2 separate regions of the Sus scrofa genome follow, and region 2 is linked to region 1. The links are chromatin contacts, called in public HiChIP or PLAC-seq maps. All regions are on one chromosome and are shown on one strand. Each heading gives the region's core, a stretch centred on a gene start, on an enhancer-like site or on the middle of the called end of the contact. The rest is flanking DNA. Distances are from core to core; before and after follow the strand shown. Region 1 has its middle 51 kb from the start of MBNL1. Region 2 holds the start of MBNL1 (muscleblind-like protein 1).

Evidence for each region. HiChIP or PLAC-seq counts read pairs in DNA pulled down with a chosen protein or histone mark.
Region 2: a contact with region 1 is called in an H3K27ac HiChIP or PLAC-seq map of alveolar macrophages. The contact joins the promoter of MBNL1 here to the enhancer-like site in region 1. A contact is called at or near these places in 10 of 47 Hi-C or Micro-C datasets (alveolar macrophages, blood, embryonic fibroblasts and 3 more) and 1 of 2 datasets of contacts at active chromatin or transcription factors (alveolar macrophages).

Annotation. Positions count from the first base shown.
Region 1 is chr13:92,439,192-92,441,891 of Sscrofa11.1, reverse strand. No RefSeq gene overlaps it. Among named protein-coding and RNA genes, the nearest start is that of MBNL1, 51 kb to the left of the region's middle. Within about 2 kb of position 1,336, at least 11 of the 83 cell types and tissues checked have an H3K27ac peak or open chromatin away from gene starts, as enhancers often do. A contact at or near this core is called in alveolar macrophages and liver, where this site is marked.
Region 2 is chr13:92,490,416-92,493,115 of Sscrofa11.1, reverse strand. MBNL1 (muscleblind-like protein 1) reads right to left here and starts at 1,338. Exons shown (of 13, transcript XM_021069664.1): 1 at 1,187-1,338.

The sequences.
Region 1 (2,700 bases), core at 87-2,586:
CTACACCACAGCCACAGCAACGGGGGATCCCAGCTGCATTTGTGACCTACACCACAGCTCACAGCAACGCTGGATCCTTAACCCACTGAACTAGGCCAGGGATCGAACCCGCGTCCTCATGGATGCTAGTTGGGTTCACTAACCACTGAGCCACAACGGGAACTCCTCCAACCGATATTTATAGAAAACGATTGCCTTCTAGAAAATAACAAAAATGTCATGTCTGTTCAAAATATTATGAGAGTTTTAATAACAATATATAACATGAAATTATAAAACCATTCCTGAGTGACTCAGTGATACTAAATTTTTGTTATTATACTTAATTATTCTGTTGCCAAATCCTAGGTGTACACTCTTTCTCCAAATTATTATGTAAACCATTGTGAGGTTGAACATGTATTATACCTTAATTTGAATGATATTTTTATCATGGCTCCTTTCATGGGGGGTTATAAACAAACAAGTAAAAAGGTAGGGATAGCTATATAATGAAACATGCAACCATTAAAAACTATGTTATTAAATTATTTTATAATGGCAAAGGAAAGAGAACATGATATTCTAAGTGAAATAAGCTATAAGATCCCAGTTATAAACACACACAAACACACACAGACACACACACATACATACATGCACACATACATAAAGTGCAATCCTGTGAGAAAATATTTGAGAATATTGAAAATGTAGGTTTATTCCTGGATTGCAGAATTTTGTAGGCTCTTGCTTTTTAAAACAAATGTCTGTATTTTTTAGCATTTTCTACACTTAGATGTTTATTTTTATTATTTTTGTCTTTTTAGGGCTGCACCTGTGGCATATGGAGGTTTCCAGGCTAGGGGTCAAATCAGAGCTGTAGCTGCTGGCCTATACCACAGCCACAGCAATGCCAGATCCAAGCTGTGTCTGTAACCTAAACTATAGCTCACAGCAACGCTGGATCTTTAGCACCGAGCGAGGCCAGAGATCAAACCTGTGTTCTCATGGATGCTAGTCAGATTCATTTCTGCTGAGCCATGATGGGAACTCCCTTCTCAAAATTTTATTTATTTATTTATTTATTTATTTATTTATTTATTTATTTGCATGCTTATTTTTATTATCAGGAAAGATTAAAACTAATTTTAAAAGAATATAAATACAAAAAAATGAAATTATGAAGTATAATCATGCATGTGCAATTTCAGATTGCTTAAAATTTACATTCAGACAGCATTGTTTCTCCTGGGAAAGTTCAGATCTTGGTGAGTATGTATTTTCTAAGGAGGTAATGAGACAAAAGACATTTTTTGCTTGGTAAAAGATTAGAGGCATTGCAAAGCGGAAGAGACCAGTGGCACAGGAAATAAAAGTCAACGAGTTAAGATAAGGGACTATCGAGAAAAACAAGAGAGTCCGTAACAAGTGGTAAAAACGTTTTCTGAGCGTTTTGGCTTATAACATTACTCAGAGCAAAGCAGAAGAAAGTAATATTTCTGTAACATCTGCAAAATGGCAGGGATTATGCTTGTGTCATTTAATTCTTAGTTATATCAAATTTGTCTGATTATTCACATACCCAGGAAAGTAGAATGGCAAAAGCAATGAACACAGGATTTAAATCTAGGTTAGTTGGGCCCTAAAAATTCAGTTCTCTGCATTTTACCCCACTTTCTCCAGAGTATTTTGATGAAATACATAAACAGATAATCTTTCTTCTAGGACAGTGGTGACTGTGGTATTTGACTGTAAGAAAAAGGGGAATTCGGTAATTTTACTTTCAGATTGGAAAGTAGAACAAGGGTGGTTTAATGCAGACAACCCTTTCCATGTTCTCAATTCTCCAGCTGAGAGAAAGCCAGTGATGTAATAAAAACCAAAATGGTCATCTAAGTAACTCAGACCTTAGTACTCAAATCTCACATTTACTAAATATGTAACATTGGGCAAGTTTTCTAATTTTTCTGTCTCAGACCCCTTGACTATAAAACGTTTTAATGATACTGTCTTATGCAGTGATTGTAAAGATAAATGAGAACAACATTCAAAGGGTACCTAGAAGGGATCGTAACACACCATAGGCACCTAATAAATGTTGGTTACTTTTCCTTGCATCCCAACAACTGGGTACTTATTACAGCAAGCCACTCATTGCCAATGACTTATATTAGTTGCTCCTGAGTTTCCATTAGCAGGTGGAAGCCTACCCATAAATTCCTAAGTGCATGCAATTATTTTTAAAAAGCATGTCTTGTTGAGATGTTTCACAGTAGTTTTCCCATAGTCATTTCCCCCTATGAACTTAAGTTTTCTGCTATCAAGATGTAGAGACTAAATTTAATAAAGTCATAATCAAGTTTGTAATTGGAGTATTTAGAATCTTAATATTATACAGAAGGACCCTATGAGATCTTCAAGTTCAAGAAGCAAACAGGATGAATCAGGCTCATATTCTTTTAGTTTACCTAGAATAGCATTTATTACAATGATTACCATTACTCTTACTATTATTATTTTCTTTCCAATGTGAATGCTCCATACAGAGCATCTCTCTCTCTCTTGCAAGCTCTTTCATGTTTTATTGTGGCAGTTCCTCACATTTACTTTCCTTACATGGTCCTGGATTTCATATACTCCTCTTCAGTGGTCTCATCAGAAATACTGACATTACCTGAAGATATGCTAAAAATTCTTGGGCTTCAACCCAGACCTACT
Region 2 (2,700 bases), core at 89-2,588, 51 kb before region 1:
GCAATGATTATTACAGCACCTTGCTTGAATATGGTTTTTTAAGAAAGCTTTTTTTCCAGGTAATGTAATAGAACCAGTATGATAGGACTGTTTACCAAAACTGATAAAAATTAAATCCATTAGTTGATGGCACAATGCACTTTCTTTTTTGGAAGCCATGCAATTGTTCTATTTAAAAAGCAAACCAAGTTAAGGAAACATTCAAATATATTATTTGAAATATGTATATATAATATTTATAGATGTATGTATATATAACTGAATTTTTCTTTTTAAAGATATATTAAAATAAACTTTTTTTTTTTTTTTTTTTTTTTTTTTTTTTGCCAAAGTACATAGAAACCAACCACTTTTAAAAGAAGGATTTAAAATGGCTATAAAATGAATGCAATTGTATTAAATAGTTAATACATGTTACTCTAGATTGGGACAAACAAGAAAAAAAAATTCTGCTCGATTTAAATTACTTTAGAATTTCCTATTAAGATCAGTTTCAGCTTAGTTTGATCTCCAATTATGAATCCAAATGGTCTTTCTTTTAGTTCTTTCTCCATTTTTAAGCATTAAACTGTAAATTAATCTTACTAAGACAAGCACAAATTTCTAAGCTTAGATTTACTTATTTAGATTTTAAAATCAAAGTGTACACTACAAATTGCTTCCCTAAAGTATTTAAATACGATCATAATAAAAAATAATTCTGAAGTGTCACATCTTACATAAAACAATATATTTTCACAATGGATAAACAAATGCAAGAATATCTTTTTCCTGGAAAATGTTTGACTCATAGTATGCAAAATTAACAAACCAATATATGTAGGAAAATTTACAAATGTTAGAAATTTACTAGAGGCAAAATGTTTTCAAAATTTACTACTAATATAAAAGTTCTTTTAGCACTAAATTCGGTACATAATTAGGAGGAAAAGAGGTTTTACTCTGCAGTTAAAATAATTTAGCAATAAAAAAGAACTTAAAAAATTTCCAGCTTTTTAAATGTTGTATGTGAAGTTGAAACTTTGTAAATTTACTAAACTTTTTAATTTAAAATATTGACTAATTACTTGAGAGAGGGTATCGGTTTTACCTAACGTACTTTGTAACCCTGTCAGCATTTAAATTGCTGTTCTATAAATAGCAATCTAAATAAAATGAAAAATAGCAAGTAACACTTTCTTCTTACCTCTATGTCTTATTTACAGTTGCTTGTTGAGCTGTTTAAATAGCTGAGTTGAATTAGCAGCACCTCAAAGAACTCTGTTCTCTGCTCTACTCTCTTCTCTAGACACTTTTTTTTTTCACTCTGCAAAAGGACAGTCTACCAAAAGAGGAAGCTATGAAATGCTAGAGTCATTATGCTTTATAAATTCTATGGAGAATGGAACATTATTTCAAAAAGCTTATGCTTGAAATAATGGTAACAGGCTATAATTTGTGTTTATACATATATAATTAATGTATACACATATGTGTAAGCAAAGTTTTGAAAAGTTATTGGAATCTATACTTAAGTAGTACTCGTTTACATAAAGAATCATCTCGTGTGGCTAAATGATAATCATAGAAAAAACCCAAAATACTGCTGTATGTGGAAGAAAACTGTTGAGCTGATATATGAGAGATAAACTTGCTTCTATATGTCTAATTAATGTAAAGTCTTTGGAGTATGACCTAAACTCTAATTTGACTACAGACATTTTGTAAAAAGAAGAAAAAAAAAAAAAACTTCAGTAAAAAGGCATTTTCCTGGAATCTGAGTGGTGGTTTTTTTACCTACAAGTCTTAAACTTCCTTTCTCATGAATAGCTGCCTGTTACATATAGATAAAGCGTTGCAAAACTGAAACTGTTGCTTATTCATGAGCTATGGTCTCTCTCAACTTCAGCCACAAGAATAAAAAACAGGTGTAGATTCTGCAATGCTGAACATTTAATTGGTTAATTTTCTAGCAAGTTGGAGCATTATTTTAAAATATCTGTAAGACAGTAGGGACAATGTTTGAAAAAGGACATAAAAACAGTTGATATTTGCATGTACTACTGCCAACTTCAAAGAAAAAAAATACTCATGTATCTACTTCTCCCAGGTTATGGATAGCTGCAATTTATTTGTGGCTGTTCCTCTCACCCTACCTTGCTCACTGGGGAAGGGAAGGGGGTGGATTGCAAGAATAATTAAGGAATTGTGCAAACCTCCACACATTGCAAAAACTACTCTCTGGACTTTAGAAGCTATTGTGCTCTCAGGGTGTCACACTCTCTTTTTACTTAGCTATATTTTCAAAGGTGGCAATCATTTTAGGGAATGATTAAAGATGAAAATGTTTTCCTAAAATCATACTTAATGTGAGTTTTCAGTAAGAAAAAAATAAATGAACAAATAATACTAAGAAAGATGCCTCCCCTCTCACACACATACAAAACCAAAACAAACAAATAGAAAACCCATCATAGTTTCACCAATGGAAAATTTGATCTGAAATCTTTAATGAGATACTTGTCTTTTCATTTTTTTTTTATGGTTTCCTTTGCTATTCAAAAGCTTTTGAGTTTAATTAGGTTCCATTTGTTTTTATTGTCGTTATTTGAGAAGGTAGGTCAAACAAGATATCGCTGTGATTTATGTCAAAGAGCATTCTGCCTATGTTTTCCTCTAGGAGTTTTATAGGTTTTTAATACTTTACATTTAGGTCTTTAA